Regions from separate parts of the Mus musculus genome. Here all the other regions are linked to region 1. Evidence: chromatin contacts called from public Hi-C and HiChIP or PLAC-seq data. All regions are on one chromosome and are shown on one strand. The core of a region is the stretch at or near the end of the contact, and the rest is flanking DNA. Distances in the headings are between cores, read along the strand shown. Region 1 has its middle 87 kb from the start of Gm39602. Region 2 has its middle 7.2 kb from the start of Gm39606. Region 3 has its middle 71 kb from the start of Gm32142.

Region 1 (4,043 bases), core at 657-3,156:
CTGGAGTTCAAGGTCATCTTTGGTTACGTAGCCAGTTCAAAGCCAGCGTGGGCTACATGAGATCTTATTTTGAACAACAGAAAAGTCAGCTAGCCATAGCAACAACAGCAAAACTCCCAAACAAACAAAGCCTTATAAAAAGGAGAATTGTAATTTCTATATTCTAGTATTTCATAGCTTAAACTGTTTCATCTACATGCCAATCATCTAATAATTCTCCTACAGAATTAATCTGTTACTTTTCTTATACTCTTTATAATAAAAGAAATCAATAAACACACTTATACAGGTTGGCCTTGTATTGCGTGTTTGTTATTCCAGGGCTTAGAGGGTAGGGGCAGGAGGATCAGGGGTTCCAGGCTTTGATACGTAATGAGTTCGAGGTCATCCTGAGCTAGGTGAGACTGTCTCAAAAGCTAAAATCAAGGGCTGGAGAAATGGCTCAGTGGTTAAAGACCCGAGTTCAAATTCTAGCACCCACATGACAGCTTATAAGTGTCTGTAACTCCAAGATCTGACACCCTCAGACAGACATACATGGAGGGAAAACACCAACACACATAAAATAAAGATAAATAAAAAAATTTAAAAAGAGGAAAAAAAAAATTAAATCAAGCATTACCACCACTACCAACCCCTCCCCCAACCCCCACAACAGAAAACCAAGACGGCAAAGATCTGAAAGTCTTTTCATGTTTGCCAAATTTCTATTGTGTTAAAACAAGTTGCCAAAGATTCCAGGGTTCTCCAGAATTTCTGTTCACCAGAGTTCCGAAAATACTGGATTATTAGTTTGAGCTCAGCTACTTCGCCTGTTTGGTAGCCAGCGCTATAAGCAGAGGCACAAACAGGCGCGCTGGCTCCCTCTCGTGGACAGCATGGAGAAGACACGAGAAGAAAAGGGTGTAGAATCCCAAAGCAGTGTTTCACTGAAATAGACCCAAGCGATGTGGTCTGTAAACCAGCGTCTGAGGAAGTGTTGCATTTTGCTGGATAAGGTAAAAAGGACGGTCCACTGGAGGGGGGTTGTAAGACTTATAAACGGAATGTGCAGGTAGTGAACCAACAAGCGTCAGCCACTTGTTCAGCTCAACCGCAGTAAATGTTCCTGTGAGGGGAAATTCCCAAAACCAAACCCCATAGGGATCTTTCTCCTCCCTCTGTCGTCTCACAATTGGGAGACGCAAAGGGGATGCCAGAGTTCCCTCCGACCAGGGATCCCCAGTATAGCTTGGTCCCACCTTAGCATCATGGGGCTGCCTGGGCAGGAGCATGGGACCCCATGTCTCTAGCTCATTTCCTGTCAGGTGTTCTACTTAAGCCATCCAGCAGCCCTAGAGGGCTTCCAGGCCTCTCTGCCAAATCGAAGAGACTGTGTGCTCAGGGAGATTGGTTGAGGTCTCAGGCTTTTTCTCTCAAAAGGCCCGTGGGGGCGTGAGGTGGGGGAGGTGTTCTTGCTCACCTGTCTGACATTCTCTTTTGTGGTCTCTAGGTTGTTTTTGTCTTAGTTTTCTTTCAATACTTGGCCTCTTGTAGTCCAGGGTAGTCTCAACCTAGGTAGGCAGTAGAAGATGCCCCTCCCTCCTTCCTGCCTGCCTGCTGGGGTTACAGGTTCCTGCTCTTTTGTTTAGATGGTAAAGAGGCAGAAATATTTCTAAGTACTAGGACAGCTCATGATAGTGGCACTCACGAGTACCCAAGATCCATCTGCCTCCCGACTTAGTGTGGAGGTCACTTACTCCAGAAAGACCCCCGTTGAGTCCCCCAGGCACCATGAGGCAATTCTGTCATGATTCTGTGGGAGAGGAGGCATTCTAGAGGAAGTGATAATGTGAACAAGCTGAGCTCTCTGGTTAGCTGCCGGCAGCTGCCTGTGAGGATGATCTGTCCTCTCAGCTCCCTGCTGAGACAGGGCCCTGCCTCCCTGCTTTGGGTGTGTCAGCCCAGAATGCCTTCCAGGGGCTGTAGGGGCCTTCCCCAGCTTCTCCCTGCCTAAATGCCACTGCGGTGCTGTGCCTGCAAGCCTCCAGCTGAGGAACGAGCTCCTTTGGGGTGGGTGGATGCCAGGGCTGGATCATGTGCAGGCAGGCAGAGAGGCGCATGGATGCAGGAGAGAAGGAGGTGGCTGATAATGGGCAGTGGGCAGGGGAATGGGGAATGAGGAGGTGTGGGAGAGGCCTGATGACCCGCAGTCAGGTTTAGCCAGGTGGAGGAAGAGGGCCTGCTGGGGAAGGACTTTGAAGGAGTAGATACCTGGAGGTCAACTCTGCAGCCTAGCCTGCGGCCACTTGGAGTCACTTCTTACCACTTCATTGGCTGACCAGAGCTCCAGGCCTCCAGGCAGCAGCTGTGTCGTGGGTCCCCTGCTTGACCCTAGGGTTTCAGGGAAAGCTTCCCATAATGAAATTCTGGGCTGAGTTTCAAGAATGAGAAAGGATGTTCCAGGGAAATAGAGCACCCTACTTAGATGTGGGCAGGAAGGACCCTGCCTGTGTGCTAGGCTGCGGAGGGCATGCCACGCCTCTGGGATGTGAAGTCTGCAGAACTGTGAGTGGGCACATTCCAGCCCAGCTACCCGTCGGGGAGCCCTGGAAGCTTGAGGGTTGGTGCTTGGAGTGAGGAAGGACAATAGTCGCAAATGTCACGTGGTCATCGAAGAGGCCCAGAGTGTCCAGAGCCCTGCAGTTCCTAACATTACAAGGGACATCCTGTGCCAGCAATTTCAGTGGATAGTGAGGCAGGCCCCCAGGGGTCAGTGGAGACAGGAGGTCAGAAGGAGGAAGCAGAGAGCAAAGACAACCAAGACGAGATCAACTCTCAACAATGGGCTAACAGGATTAAAACAAAACAAAACAAAACAAAACAAAACAAAACAAAACAAAACAAAACAAAACAAAACAAAACACCAGAAACAAAACAAACAAAACCTCAGTGGAGAAGGAGGACCAGAGGCAGAGGGGGCTGTGTCAGCTCTCTGATGTATTTAATGGAATTATGAAGTGTATGTGTTTAAAGAAAGCAAATGATGTAGTAAGTGATGTTCAGATGAAAACCAAACTTTAGAGCAAAGTGGGAAGTCAGGAAGAGGGCCAATGGTGGTCACAGCCAGCCAAGGCCCACTACTCTAGGGTCAGAGAGGATGTGGAGTGACAAGGCAGGCAGGCTCCCTGTCCATTTCCTGGTGGGACTAGAGGTAAGGGCAGAGAGCGAGGATGATGGAGGTAAGGAAGGAGAGAGGTCAGTGGGCAAGAGGGTCCACCAGCTCATGATGCCAGTGGCGGAGAAGTTCACTAGGTGGTACAGGTCTGGGCGAGGCCAGAAATGTGCGGTGCGGGGTGTGGTAGAAAGCCCTGGTGAGAGGGAACTGTGAGCCCAAGGCTTCATGTTCTCCATATATGGGAGTCAGGAGACGCCGGTCAATATGAAGTTCAAAAGGAACTTTGGCCACGGCGCTGTCAGGGGTGTCAAAGACAGTGCCGAGGAAGGAAGATTGATGTCCTAGGAGCAGCAACTGGGAACAGGAAGCAGTCGCTGCTATTTCCTGCCCTGGGCCCCAGGAGTGTGGGAGAGTGAGGAGCCTTCCCCTTGGGAAACAGGGTGGGTATGGGAAGGAGATTGTCTTCATGGGAACAAGGTCTTAAGAATGTTCTGGGTGGGGAAGGATGGAGAAAGTGGGATGAGTGTGGCTTGGCGTCCGGGTAGGGGCGGCTCGGCGTAGTGCGTGGGGGTGGGGGAGTGCGTGGGAGTGGGGGAGCCGCTGGGGATGGGCGAGTAGTGGGGGTAGGGATCTGCTGGGGATGGGAGAGCTACTGGGGGTGGGGGAGCAGTTGAGGGGCGGGGGAGCGGCTGTGGGGGGTGCATAAACGAGGAGATGGGCGAGAGATAAAGTGTTGGAACCTGGCTGGCGGACTGGCCTGCATGTTCCTGCCTTCACGGGCTTGAGTTTTGTTGAGAATCTGACTAAAGTCCCAGCCAAGTGTAGGCAGGGTGTGAAGAGATAATTGGTTGGGCATGGCCAGGTATCATAGCGACAAACCCAAGCC
Region 2 (3,877 bases), core at 497-2,996, 620 kb before region 1:
TGTTTGGTTTAGAGTGACAAACTAAAATGAACACAGCAAATTAGCTGGATCATACATACAAACAAAACTTGCCCAAAGGACTTATTCTCCTCATGTGCAGCAGCTGCTGCTCAAGACTCTGAAAGTATTCCCGCACTCACAGTGTACAAGGACCCGTCCTTGACCTGCACCCCCGAGTCTACTCCCTACCCTGCTATCTAGCACCCCGGCTATGTAGGCTACATTTCTCATGGTGGTTAAACTTCAGGGCAGGCTGGCTCTCAGCCCTTGGTCCTAAGTCTCCACTAATTGTACCCCTTTCCCATATAAAACAGCATTTCAGTTCTTATCCAGAAATAATACTGGGTGCCCTTTACAATCCACTTAATAGAAAAAGGGGCAAAGGTGTGTGAGGTCAAAACTATTTCATAAAAAGATGCACTTACTCTCTCCACTCTTGTGTTCCCCTTATGGGAAGAAAGCTAAGTGCTTTGGGAAATGCAGTCGATATTACAGCAGACACAAATGCAGAAGCAAACAGGAGACTCCATCTGTCTTTCATTGAGCTAAACAGTAAAAACAAACAAACAAACAAATAAATGGCAGAAATGTAAAATAGTACCATACTTAACATTTTTTTTTGTTTCACAAACTATATTTTTCTAAATAAACCCACGTGTAGTGGTTTTATTATTATAAGAAGTAACCATCTTCTAGATTCTTAGTTTTCACTCCTAAATTGGTAAATGTTCAGAGGTACAACCCACATAGACAGAAAAATCCTCTTGGAGGTTCTTCTGGGTGATGTTTGAGTATAAGATAGTGGTTCTTAACCATGGGTCGTGACCCCCTGGGGGTCAAACTTTCATAGGAACTGCCTAAGACACAGATATTTACATTATGATTCATAACAGTAGAAAAATTACAGTTATGAAGTAGCAATAAAAACAATTTTATGGTTGGGGTCACCACAACGTGAGGAACTGTATTAAAGGGCCACAGTCTTTTTTTTTTTCTTGTTTTCAGGTTTATTGAAAATATGGCATAACAGATTAAACAGCTCCACGTGTTTTGAAATTCATGCCAACTGTAGGCTGAGTGACCTGAAGGTTAGAGAGACTGCCAAAGTCCAGAAGCTTCAGCATCTCCTTGGTGTCGGGATCCACCTCAATGATCTCCTGATCTAGGGCTGAGACCTCAGGAACGTAATTATCTCTCCTCTCTCTCTCTCCTTCCTGCAACTTAATAGAGATGCCTCTCACAGGACCTCTCTGAATCCGCTTCATCAGATGCGTGACGTATCCGGCTATCTCGTTCCGAAGCTTCTTGCTGGGGATAATGGCGATCTCCTCGCACACGCGCTTGTTGGTGTGGAAGTCATTACCCAGACGCGTGTAGTACTTCTCGATGATGATCCGGGCAGCCTTCTTCACGGTCTTGGTGCGAACGCGGAAAGGGCCACAGTCTTAGGAAGGCTGAGAACACTGGTATAAAGGGTTCCTGAGCAACGTTGTCTCATTTCCTCTGATCTCTACTGGCGAGGAACTCACTCACCTGTGAGAATGAGCTAGCTTCCACAGCTGGAAAAGCCAGCGTCCAGACCACAGCGCCTGCCCTCTGAGGACCTCTGGTTTTGAAGTTCTTGACAGGGCAGGCCTGCACACGAGGTAAGAGATGCCTGTAACTGCTATCTTCCAGCACACACTGAGGGGAGAGGAGGTACAGACATCTCCTCTCCCTCTTCCAGTGGCCGATCTCCAGGACCAGCCCTCATCTGCCCCCTGGTGGCAGGTAGCCCCCATACATGGGATCTCAAAATATATCGCTCTCTCTTTCCCCTGTTTTCTCCTCCCCATCTTTCCCTCTTTCCCCGCGCTGGTGAAAGTCCAGGGCTTTCAGCACACTAGGCAAATCCTCTGTCTCACTGTCACATGCCCCTAGTCTTTTTCCCCTCAAGTAGCTGGATGTTGATCGCACCCAGCCCGATGGCCTCTTCTAGGTGAGGGTGAATGATAATATTTTTCTGCATATTTATCTCTTCGTAGTTAATTACCGATCGTTCCTGGCTCTGAACCTGCCCTTTAGCTGGGTTAGGAGTCTTGCCTTTGACTAGGGCATGTGACAGTGAGACAGAGGGTTTGCCTAGTGTGCTGAAAGCCCTGGGTTCAGTCACCAGAGCAGGGAAAGGGAAAGATGGGGAGGAGAAAACAGGGGAAAGAGAAAGCGATATATTTTGAGATCCCTGTAACCCCCGAGCAGCAGGAGAGCTGTTAAAGCAGCGGCTCCAGCCTGAGGCCACCATAAGATACCACCACAGCTGTCAAAACGACAGCATCTGTCATAATGGTGGCACCTATCAAAGCAGTGTATCTCCTCAGCCTACAGCCTTTGTGAAATACCACCTCTGGAGCTGTCTACAGTGGCAACACCTTCTCTGCAGCCTCCCCAAGGAGGTTAGCAGTGATAGCACCTCAGCCAAATCGGCCTGTGGCCGGGAAGGACTTCCCATCCCCACCCATGAGCCTGATACAGGGAAAAGGGGGTCAAAAGAAAACCGCGGATCCCTGAGCTTTCCACAAAACCCACCAATCCCAAAGCTCAGCACTTGAAATCCAACCAGTTCTCGATCTGGAAATCTCTGCCCTGAAAAGCCCCGCCCCCTAAGAAATCCTGTGGCGAAAACGGTGCCTCCCCCCCCCCCCCCCCCCCGCCCTTCCATTAGGAAAGCCCTGCCCTTTGTTCAATTCCCTGCTGGACTCATCCCTCCATGCCCTGGACCCTGTAAGAAATCTTTTTTTTTTTTTTTTTTAATATGAGATTTGCTGCCTGATGGGACTCTCTCATCAGAAGAGTCCAAGAAGCAACAAAGATGGGAGGAACTGAAGAGGTGGAGCGGGGCTGAGGCTCCTGACTCCGGGCTCCTCAGCTCAGCTGGGGATACCCTCCCCGGACTGCGAGGCCTCTGCTGAGGAGGCCTCCCCTCAGAGCGGGGTGGTTCCTGGACTTCTGTGTTTCAGGGTGCCCTTCGAACTGAGCAAGAACACTTACAATTCCCAATTATATAAGCTGTGTTCTTTTCTTTATGCATATATCCTCAGGACAAAGTTTAATTTACAAATTAACAAGTTAAACACACTGAGTGGTTAGCAACCAGGGCTACTAAGAAAATCGAATGTGTAACAATGTGCTTCCGTGAAAGTAAGGTGTCCCTGGAAAGGGTCATGGTAAACATTTATGTTTGGGGCTCTTTGGTGATCTCCGCTGAGTGAAATGGAGAGCAGAGTATACCTTATGCGGTGCCTCTTGAGTGGGGTCCCGCCACAATCCTACTTCCTGCTAGTGGGCTCCATAGCGAGAACCCTGCTAGTGGGCTCTGACAGACAGAGAACCCTGGACATTGGTTATTTGAAGGATACAATATCTCAGAATTCCTCAGAGTAAGTCTGCTGGTTTACATGGGCTCAACAGAAAACAAGTGGCCCATAAACGGAGTCCTAGAAACTCCAAACAAGAATATCCTTAAACCAATCTCACTGTTGAAATGGGAAGGGAAGTTCAGAGGCAAAGCGAATCCCAGGCACTAGCCTGGGGGCTTTCCTACAAAGCTTACTAGAAGGAATCGCCCCTACCTTACAAGCAAACCCAGCTAAGACCTATGGTTTCCATGGTAACCCTCAAAGCATGACTTCCCTACAGATGTTCTTCCAGTGTCTCCTTTCACCTGTCACTTTCAGGCACAACTTAGACCTGAACTCTAAGCAAAAGCATTAGCTTCCCCTTTCAATCCGTGTTTTTAAGAAACTACAAACTGTCAGGTCCAAAGGAAACTCCGCTTCCCCACATTGTTCTGGCAGTTAGACAAAAGGTAGCATTCCTCGGGAACTGGTGCCCTTCTATG
Region 3 (4,024 bases), core at 487-2,986, 720 kb before region 1:
AGCTCCTTATAAATTCAGCAATCACTTGGCATGGAGCAAAACAAAGTCCATGTCTGAGACACTTTACAGTGACATCAACAGAGGGGGAAAAAAAAGGCTGTACCACACACACACCCCCCAAAAATATTCAGTAAATAATAAAGATGTTAATATTTTTTCTGTTGCCGTCTCTCTCGAGTACTTTGAGCCATGTCTTAGGTTTACAGTGTGGTCTTTAAACTTTAGGTAAACTGCAGGTGAGATGATCAATGCTTATCTTTCTATAAAACAAAGAAAATCTTTCTATAGAAAAGGCTTCTCCATTGGTCCAATATAGCAGTCTAAAATAAGAGAAAGCTTTATCTCTACATGGTCTACATCGGCAAACGCACAGAGCGCTGAAGGAAAAATTAATATGGTCAAGAAAAAAACTCAGAAAGATGTCACAAGCACATGCATATGCACACATGCACATGTATGTACACGCACACACATGCACACACACACAAATGAGTGTAATCATTCAGAAATAGTAAGAAAATTGAAAACAACTTTTCAACAAAGACTTGTGGGAAACCATACTTAAAAGGTGGGATATTTTGATTATTTGATATATTAAAAGTAAGCATTCAGTGTTAAAGGCTTACTCACACTATCACACAAATCATCCTAAAAAAATTCAAAAGCAGGGAATGAATCAAGCTGCTGTTTCAGTTCAGTGGCGACTGAACAAACAGGTAAGTCGTTGGGTGTTTTGTTTTGTTTTTTAAGTTGATTCCTGGGAGCAGGCTGGAGAGACGGCTCAACAGTTCAGAACAAATAAGTTCCCAGTACCGTGTCAATCAGTTCCTAACCACCTGAACTCCAGCTCCAGGCTTCTAGCCTCCGTGCACACACCTAAAGTAACACACATGGTAATTAAAAATAAATCCTAAAACAAAAAGAGTTGCTTCTTTTGTGGGGGGTGGGGGCTGTAGTTCAGTGGCAGCGCCTGTGTTGAGCATGCGCAGAGTACATAGTTCAGTCCCAGCAGTCAGAAAAGCATTTATGCATAAAAAAACTCACACTCGAGAGATCAGTACTCTCTATCTTCAAAACTGATTAGACATTTCTGTGTAGGATTCATTTGTTTAAATAGGTCCTATTATGAGGCCACCAACATTTCAGGTTCGCATTGAAAGTTGAACATTATCATAAGGCTGCCATAATTGCTAATAATTAAAGAAAGAGTAAGGCTGAATTCTAACAAATTTATATAACAGGCAAACTCTGAGCCTATTTTTTGGGACAGACTCTCTTGAGGCCCAGACCGACCTTGAACACACCAGGTAACTGAACTTTTCATCCTCCTCCCTCCCCTTGCCAAGGCTAGGTCTGAAGACACATGCCACCACACCTAGCCACCTTCTAATGTATTTATTTTATTTGTTTCTTTGTTTGACCTGTGTAGCCCTGGCTGTCCTAGAACTCTCTCTGTAGACCAGCCTGGCCTCAAACTCAGAGATCCACCTGCCTCTGGCCCCCAAGTGCCGGGTTTTACCTTCTAATTTTTAAAGGTTCTTAAATCCTATAGTCCTGCAATCCTAAGGTGGCAGGAGGATCAAGAGTTCAAGGCCAAACTGGATCACATGAGACACAGTCTTAAAGCAAAACACAAAGAAAACCAACAACAAAGACAATGGTGAAGGCTCACTGTTCATTTTTAGAGGCCATGAAGGGTGATCTTTAAAGTATAGCCTTTCAGTACACACCCTTGTCCATCTCCCTAAATAAAAGGAAGTAAATGGGATAAAGCCAATCCTTCAAGCCACGCTACTCTGAGTGAGTATATTCTACTGCATTCAGACACTACAACATGAATGACTACAAAAGAGGGTCCCAAAGCCAAGCTCCCTTTAAAAGGAAATAATGCATGAATTTTTCTTTGACTTTCTTTTTAAGTTTTTCTCTGCTTTTGTTTGTTTTGACAAGAAATCTTAAGCCTGGCTCTGTGTATGTGTGTTTGTGTGTATATAATTTATTTTTACTATATGTTTATTAATGTTTTTGCCTGAACGTATGTTTGTGTGAGAGTGTCAGATGCCCTGGAACCAGAGTTATAGACGGGAATGAGCTGCCATGTGAGTGTTGAGAACTGAACCTCAGCTACTCTGGAAGAGCAGTCAGTCCTCTTAACTGCTGAGCCATGTCTCCCCACCAAGCCTGGGTCTACTGTTACAGTTTGTTTGTTTGTTTGTTTTTCTTTTTTGGGTAAGGAGTGATATTAGGGATTGAATGGGGCTCAATACTTTTTTTTAAGATTTATTTTTTTATTTTATGTGACTGTTTTGCCTGCACATTTACCTGTGTGCTTGCATGAACAAAGGCAATTAGACGACGACTACGGATCCCTGAGAATTGAAGATATGGATGGTTGTGAGCCATCTTGTCAGTGCCAGGAATTGAACTCAGGTCCTGTAGAAGAGCAACTAGTGTTCTTAATCACTGAGCCATCTCTCCAACCCTTAAAAACATATTTTAAAGCCAGGCAGGATACCACACACCTTTAATCTCAGTACTTGAGAGGCAGAGACAGATGAATCTCTGAGTTTGATGCCAGCATGGTCTTCAGAAAGAAACCCCATCTCAAAAAGAAACAAAACATAACAAAACGATATTTCAAAGTCAGACACAGTGGCCCATGCTTGTAACCAGAGCATTTTAAAGGATAAAACAAGAAGAACTGCCATTAGCTCAAGATAGGTGTGGTCCACAGTGTAAGTACCAGGCCACCCAAGGCTACACAAAGAAGTAAAAGAAAAACTACACAAACAGCAAGACGTGGCCACTTGGCCATGATCCACACTCAGAAGGCCAAAGCAGGAGGCCACAGGTTTCAGCGCTGCCTGGCCCATGAGAACTGGTTCTGTCTATAAAGAAGGACATTTTCTAAAATTTGATTATTTTAGTCAATGAAAATGCTATATGGCCAACAAAACCACGTAGCATCATTTGATCAAACAAGGGATCGTATACACGGACTTAGCTGGTTACAGGAGCTACCTCGTGAGCTTAGACCTCAAGAAGGCTTTACGTTATAAAACTCAGCCACACTCCTGATTTTGTAAATGAAGATGCTTCTTTTAATTCATGCATTTTATAACTTCAGAGGGCTCAGTAACCAAGCTACATTGTACTGACAAGTAAAATAACCAGTTTCCGTAAACGATGCAGGCAGTGGCCCGTACAGTGTGTTTGTTTAAAAGTAACAGGGTTCCCAATTGTGTAACGTCTATGAAAATGTGGGAAAGTCTGAAAATCATCTCATTTACTGATTCCACATACCTACCACATACCTGCTGTAGCTACTTCAGCAGCAAATTATTATTACGACTGTTCAAGAGAAAGAGTTTTATTCCTGAATGGAAACAGAAGCAAAGCTTCAGTCCTTGAGGAAGTGGCACCATGGAAGACTCACACATTCTCTTTATTAATTCTGAAGCAGAGAATTATATCCGATTACCATTTGACACATTCAAGATCTAATTTGTACGGTTCACATTAATGAAGAATAGCATTCAACTTAGTGACAGAAAGCTTACAAGTTAGAAAAGGCTATGATTAAGACCTGGACATGTCAGGTAACAGAGGAAGATATCAGATGTGCCTTTTCAGAGTACTTTAGTATAGTCTTCAAAATAAAAACCACTAATAGAAAATAAATTATAAATTTTACTTACTCTCTAAGCACCAAAATAAAGTTAAAAAAAAAAAAAAACCCACCTACCCCCAAGTGCTGGGATTAAAGGTGTGAGCCACTATAGGACAAATAAAATGAAAATTCAGTTCAAAAGTAACAGCAGTCTCTACAGTATCAGACTTAACTGTACATTCAGCTATTTATAAACAACTTGAAAACCCTGTTTAATCACTTGCACATGGTTATTCGCTCCTTTCTATGCCATGTGCTCTGCTAGGCACCAGGCGATGGACTCAGGAATGAAACGCTACTGTTACAAAGCCTTCTGTTTAGCCAGGAGAAAGCCACCAGAGGCAACAATCATGC

Evidence for each region. A called contact is a pair of places that touch in the nucleus more often than the background predicts. HiChIP or PLAC-seq counts read pairs in DNA pulled down with a chosen protein or histone mark.
Region 2: a Hi-C map of the N1E-115 cell line shows a contact between it and region 1, with 4 times the contacts expected there. The contact joins two enhancer-like sites. A contact is called at or near these places in 9 of 484 Hi-C or Micro-C datasets (the C2C12 cell line, the G1E-ER4 cell line, the N1E-115 cell line and 3 more), 1 of 115 datasets of contacts at active chromatin or transcription factors (embryonic stem cells) and 1 of 9 other capture datasets (embryonic stem cells).
Region 3: an H3K4me3 HiChIP or PLAC-seq map of embryonic stem cells shows a contact between it and region 1, with 3 times the contacts expected there. The contact joins two enhancer-like sites. A contact is called at or near these places in 1 of 39 promoter capture datasets (hippocampal neurons) and 3 of 115 datasets of contacts at active chromatin or transcription factors (embryonic stem cells, microglia and pancreatic cancer cells).

The regions. Positions count from the first base shown.
Region 1 is chr11:19,827,659-19,831,701 of GRCm38.p6, reverse strand. No RefSeq gene overlaps it. Among named protein-coding and RNA genes, the nearest start is that of Gm39602, 87 kb to the right of the region's middle. Within about 2 kb of position 1,906, at least 77 of the 459 cell types and tissues checked have an H3K27ac peak or open chromatin away from gene starts, as enhancers often do. A contact at or near this core is called in the N1E-115 cell line and embryonic stem cells, where this site is marked.
Region 2 is chr11:20,443,965-20,447,841 of GRCm38.p6, reverse strand. It overlaps the pseudogene Gm12034. Among named protein-coding and RNA genes, the nearest start is that of Gm39606, 7.2 kb to the left of the region's middle. Within about 2 kb of position 1,746, at least 35 of the 459 cell types and tissues checked have an H3K27ac peak or open chromatin away from gene starts, as enhancers often do. A contact at or near this core is called in the N1E-115 cell line, where this site is marked.
Region 3 is chr11:20,547,288-20,551,311 of GRCm38.p6, reverse strand. It overlaps a transcript of Sertad2 not described here. Among named protein-coding and RNA genes, the nearest start is that of Gm32142, 71 kb to the right of the region's middle. Within about 2 kb of position 1,736, at least 8 of the 459 cell types and tissues checked have an H3K27ac peak or open chromatin away from gene starts, as enhancers often do. A contact at or near this core is called in embryonic stem cells, where this site is marked.